Regions from separate parts of the Mus musculus genome. Here region 1 is linked to region 2. The links are chromatin contacts, called in public HiChIP or PLAC-seq maps. All regions are on one chromosome and are shown on one strand. Each heading gives the region's core, a stretch centred on a gene start, on an enhancer-like site or on the middle of the called end of the contact. The rest is flanking DNA. Distances are from core to core; before and after follow the strand shown.

Region 1 (2,978 bases), core at 149-2,648, 160 kb after region 2:
GTAATAATATGTAGATACCTATCTGTCATGCCCCAAGGCATACTGATTACTCTCGTTTTGCCACACTTACATCATTTCTTCATGTCGACATGCCTCCGTTTGTACTAACCATTTGAAAGGGAGTTGTGAACACCACGAAACTCAGCTCCTAAACTGTCAAGTGTGCACCATCTAAGTGCAAGGACACACTCCTGTAAGACGTTTGGCCATGCCCGACGCTGTGTGAGAGGACACAGTGAACACTCAGTGCAGTTCGCTGTTCCTATTACTGTCCGTGGAACTAGGCCAAAAGCCAATTATGACGGTGACATGGTCGACGCCCCTCTGTGTCACCGTGCCCCCGGCTGCTCTCTCCCGGGGGCTGCCAGCTAGCAGCAGGGTGAGGGGATTTGCATTTTACTTTCTAGCTTCTCTTATCCAGTTTGTGAGCAAAAGCCGGGCAAGACATACTGAGTCCCTTACAAACTTGATCATCTGTGAGTAATGAACTTTGGCTGGCAGGGCTTGGGAACAAGAATATTGCTTATTTTGCAAACAATAACCTCGACTACTGTTCTGATGTCACTTCCTCGAGCGTCTCCAGTGAGCAGTGGTTCTTTCCTCTGGCAGCCTGTTTAGGGCTCTCCGGGCAGAAACAGTGGGTTTCTCTGTGGCTTTCTAAGGACTGTTTTTAACCTGACTCTAATAGTATCACAGAGCACCTTCCCTGCTGTGTAACTACATCTGTTGGTTACACTGGACCCCAGCTTCTTGAAAATGCTTTGATATATAGCCTTGTATTTGCCTCACTGGGTACTGGCTTGGCACACAACGCTTACGCTAAGCACTTGTTGAAACTGAGACCCAGTAGTAAAATCCATGCCTAGGGTATCAGTAACAACCCTTGTGTGTGTGTGTGTGTGTCTCTCTCTCTCTCTCTCTCTCTCATTCCCCTCTGCCTCACACACACACACACACACACACACACACACAAACACAAATTTTATACAAAGGACATATTCCTGAATATCAGTACAGTATAGAATGGAAGCATTGCTTTCTTCCTTTAAGATGGATTCTTTGTGGGACCTCCGTCTTTCTAGGAGGCAAAAACCTACATGGATGCGTTTTATTTTGTTAACACATTCTCCTGGAATGCCAACTTTGAGTATGTGAGTCTACAAATAAGTGACCCATAAGGAATGTCTCAGTGGATTTTTTGCCTCTGTTCTTCTGTTGCCGAAATAATCTTCTGGAGATAAGAAATCTGCTGGCCCACCCTTGTTTATGCTGTCCCTGATAAATGAGCTGCTTGCTCTCAGAAGGAGGGCTTGTCTTGGATTCCTGTCATGATTTCAGCATGCGATGTGGCGTGAACAGATGGGACTGGTCTTCTAGGGCAGATGGGGGTTGATGGTGCAGTTCTTCCTGGAGGATTTCTTATCATGTGGGGGCCTTGTGGGACACTGTCCATGCATAGCACAGCTCTGAGTGTAGGCATTGAGGGCCATAAGCAGGGAACGTGAGAAATAACCTTCAAAGACTTTATGATGTGCTTATAGAGTGATCTCACACATGCGCAAACACACATACACACACACATGCACACATACATGCACACATACACACACAAGCACACACATACACACATATACACACGCACACACACATGCACACACAAGCACACACATACACACATGCACACATACACACACATGCACAAATATACATACAAGCACACACACACACACATGCGCACACCACAATGTAGTGAGTTTGGAGGGGAAATCAGTGTCTCAATAAATGTAGACATGAACAAGATTTAACTTCCAGGATTTAATAAAGGATAAAAAGGGGGATATTGTTGTGGTTTGATACACAGTTATTCAGGAGATGATCTATCAGTTGGATCTTACTTCATATAGGCCAAAGGAAACGACAGTCATTTTAATACCATCCGGTTTTGTTTGTTTTGTTTACTCCTTTATATTTTCACAACACTTTTGGTCACAAAAACAATCAATTCTCTAACACCAGCCAGGCCAGGTGTCCCATAACTTAAATTCCTCTTAAAGATAATTTTTCAAGTTTTCTTTAATTTTACATGTATGATTGTTCAGGCTGCATGTGTGTATATGTACACATGGGTGCCATTGGAAGTCAGAAGAAGGCATTAGATTTACTGGAAATGAAGTTACAGATAGTTGTGAGCCGCTATGTGAGTGCTAGGAACTGAATTTATATTTTCCGCAAGAGCAATAAAGACTCTTTTATCACTGGGCCACCTCTCCAGTTCCCTCTTACTCTTGGCACTAGCTGGAGACAGTGCAGAGCACACGAGTTAGGGGCGCAGTGCCACAAGACCACACCCTAGTGTCACAGGTTATCCACAAGTGCTGTCTCACTCAGCTACAAATTGAAGGTGCTCATGGCCTCCTGTCTTAGGTTTTATCAGTTGCTAAAGGATTCAGGGGAGTGCCTTACTTATGTATAATAGTTGATCATAAGAGCTACTAAGAGTGAGCTATGATGAAGAAATGTTTTGGACAAGGTGTGAAGCAACAGGCATGGAGATGCTGTACCCTCTCTGGTCGGGTCACCCTACCATCTCACAATCAGCAATGCAAACTCACTTATGCTTTAGAGACTTTTTATGGTGGGTGATCGGTTTCTACCTTTCTGCTGAGGATCACCACTCATAACAAGAGATAATGTTGCTCCCCCCAACCCCAGGATATTCCATGAAGAGTTCTGCATCAAGGACCAGAATCAAAGACCAGATACCAGAGCAAGCAATGTACCTAGAATCTCTACTGCTAGGGAAGTTATAAAAGTTTAAGGAGATGTATGCCAGGGATCAGGAGTAAAGATGTATGAGAAGATTTTATTGTAAGCCACAACATCATGGCATCCTTTGGAGGAACAGCAGTGGGAAGAAGAAAAGTTTCGAGTTAGAGAAGGCGTGCTTGGTAAACACAGAGATGAGCTGCCTACCAGTT
Region 2 (3,109 bases), core at 542-3,041:
GAGATCTGAGAGAACTGTGACCATAGCCTTGAAAAGACCATTTCCAATTAAGTAGGCCTGATGCACTATCCTCCCTTGGCATCTGCAGGGATTGGCTCCAGGGTCCCCATGGAAACCGAGCTCTAGGGATACACACATCTCACATATTTGAAACAGCATAGCATGATACCATGTTATCTAAATAGTCTTATATCTAGACAAATTTGTACATACGTGGTACAGACAATTTTCTTTTCCTTTTTGAGACAGAGTTTAAACACGTGACCCACCAGGCTTTGAACTCAGATATTCTTGAGTGCTGGGATTAGAGATTAGCAGTACGTGCCACAATGCCCTGTTTCTAGTACTTGGGGTCCCAGGTAGGCTGAGTCCATGGCTGTGGGATTTATGGCTATGAAGCACTGAGCTTACGTTCAGAAAGCATCTGCATTCGTAGTTTTCTCATCTGAAGAAATATCGAGCTGGGGCTCTGTAGGAATAGGGGTGCTTCTTGAGTATCCCCCAAACTCACTGGCACTCTGTCCTGCTGGTTGTAAGCCCTACTTACTTCCCAGGGCTGGCCTATTGGTTTTTGTTTTTGTTGCATCCATTTCACAGAGAAAGTCAAAAAGATGTCCAGCACCGATACTAGTTTCCTCTGGCCAAAGGCAGCATCTTGACCTGTATGCCTGATACCCACTGTGAGGCCATTTTCTTATGTGGCCCGGTTCCAAGCTCAGCTGAGTCTCTCTGTTTTACAGCTATTGCTAAATGGAGAAAGCTGGACAGTGACAAACAGAAACAAGTAGAGAGAGGGGCCCAGAGGAGAGATCAAGGGAGTGGTGCTTGGTTTTGGACCCTGGTTCTAGTGTTCCTTGAGCATAGCCTGGTTTGGCTAGCCTCAAGCTCTAAGTGTGATTTCTGCAAGCTGGCAATTCTGCTTTCCACCTAAGTCCTTAGAAGTTTTTCTACCACCCAAAACGAGGCAAGCACAACTTCTACAGTAAATTCTAGCTGCCTCCAGGCGAGATTCTTTCTCTGGAAAAGACTTGAATGATTCATATCTCTGTATTCTATTTGATTGCTAGAAACCCCAAAACACACTCTTCATTAGAATTGACTGCAGGAGATAAAGGAGATCTGAGTTCAAGAAAGACTTAGTCTCCCCTCCCCCTTAAACTTCTCTCCCCAATCTGCCATTTATTGGCTCACAATAGGATGGTTTAAAAATAATTCCTCTAAAACTGACAATTAACTTAAACATTTTTTTTAAAGGACATTTAACACCTCCTATGTGCTAGGCCTGGGCCAGGGAGTCAGAGGCACATAGTTCCTTCTGGTAGAGAGCAGTGGAGCTCAAAGTGTCTGTGCATGCCATGCAGTAGCTCCTGGGGACCTGCTGAAGATGCAATCGGAAACTGTAGGGGGTGCGGCTCAGCAGTCTTTGTTTAAACAAGCCCTCTGGATAGTCAGGGTGATATACTCGGGGACTGAAGACTACACACACACACACACACACACACACACACACATCCAGCCTCCCTGCTCACTAATGGCACAGCTTGGGAACAAGACACAATCTTCGCTTCACCCCTGATATAAGTGATTGAAAGTGGAAATCGGTCTGTGTTTCCTGAACAACAAAAGCAGCAAGCCCAGCCCTGCCCCTGGGCCAGCAGCAGAGCTATGTGTGCTCCGGGCTTGCCTGCCCTAGTTTATCATACAGATAAGACGACACATGGAAATCACTTGGAAGGGTTAGTTCCTGTGGGTCTGGAGTCTGTCTTGGCAAGGCCTCACTCAAACCCAGTCTACCAGCCTGAAGCCTGCGCCAGGGCTGCTGTGGGAGGTGTCTGAGAAACGCCTGAGCTATCAGTCCTCTAACCACATCAGAAGAAAATTTCTCTTCATCCTCAGATAACACTTACCGCTTGTCAAGAAAAGAGAGAGAGAGAGAGGGATAGGCTGAGAACTAACAAATCTAAAAGTGTTTAGTGATATAAGAATTTTCCTATCCCCAGAAGTCCTGACAGCCACCAAGTTAACCCTTTCAGCTTTATATGGTACCTAATATATGGATATATAATATATAACAATAGATTATATATTACATATACACCATTAATATAACTATACATAATATATAATTATATAAATTATACCATATGTAATTTAGTTTATGTGTGTGCTTTGCCTGTATTTTGTATGTGTGTCACATGCATGTCTGGTGTCCAACGAGACCAGAAGATGTCACTAGATCCTCTGGAACTGAAGCTACAGAGAGTTGTAACCTGGGTGGTTGTTGGGAACCAAACTTGGGTCCTGTGTAAGAACAGCCAGTTCTCTTAGCCACTCAGCCATCTCTACAGCCCTCCTATGGAATTTTAAAAGTATTCTCATCTACCCTTCGCTGACCTTTCCAATTCCCACTTCCCGTCATTTAACCCGATTCAATGTGGACTTGGTAAGTCCCTGCCACACAAAGTGACTGTGAAGGAGAACTGAGGCTTGGTGCCTGCCCTCAAAGATCCACAGTCAATCAAGTAACCAACCAGGAGCAGGAAGTACACAGAGCTAGGTGCAGGAATTCAACAAGAAACATAACTTAACTCATGGAAGGAACGTCTGCTCTGGGGGTGGGGGACAGGTACAAAGCAAACGTGGCATGGACCGTGAGGAAGTAAGGAGTTCATAGAACAAAGGGCAGGTGACCCCAGGAGCAGAACCCCAGCACCGAGAAAAAGGCAGAAGGAGAGAGGGGGAAAGAATGAATAGGGGAAGAGGGAGGGAGGGAAATGGCCATACACGATACAGAGATTTATCTGAAAATGACGGCATATCTTGAAAAAGTCCCACATACCTGGCAGGGGGATCATTTGATACCAGGAGTTTCCTCCACCATATATGAGATGCTGTCTCAAAATAAATTAGAACCAACAAACGAACCAGGCATGGTGGCAGACATTTGTAATGCAGCTATCAGGAAACTGAGGTAGGAGGATTGCGTGGTAGAAACCAGCCTGGGCTATTTAATGTGTTCAAGGCTAGCATGACCCCTAACAGAGTCTTACAATCATGCCCATCTATTTATTGTTGCTCACAGTTTTGTCAAGAGGGTAGTTTTCTGGCT

What was found. HiChIP or PLAC-seq counts read pairs in DNA pulled down with a chosen protein or histone mark.
Region 1: an H3K27ac HiChIP or PLAC-seq map of extraembryonic endoderm stem cells shows a contact between it and region 2. The contact joins two enhancer-like sites. A contact is called at or near these places in 5 of 484 Hi-C or Micro-C datasets (the N1E-115 cell line, cerebellum, embryonic fibroblasts and 2 more) and 2 of 115 datasets of contacts at active chromatin or transcription factors (extraembryonic endoderm stem cells and trophoblast stem cells).

The regions. Positions count from the first base shown.
Region 1 is chr5:66,861,028-66,864,005 of GRCm38.p6, forward strand. The region is part of intron 2 of Limch1 (LIM and calponin homology domains 1); the gene reads left to right. Among named protein-coding and RNA genes, the nearest start is that of Gm52776, 32 kb to the right of the region's middle. Within about 2 kb of position 1,399, at least 43 of the 459 cell types and tissues checked have an H3K27ac peak or open chromatin away from gene starts, as enhancers often do. A contact at or near this core is called in extraembryonic endoderm stem cells, where this site is marked.
Region 2 is chr5:66,702,075-66,705,183 of GRCm38.p6, forward strand. No RefSeq gene overlaps it. Among named protein-coding and RNA genes, the nearest start is that of Uchl1os, 27 kb to the left of the region's middle. Within about 2 kb of position 1,792, at least 13 of the 459 cell types and tissues checked have an H3K27ac peak or open chromatin away from gene starts, as enhancers often do. A contact at or near this core is called in extraembryonic endoderm stem cells, where this site is marked.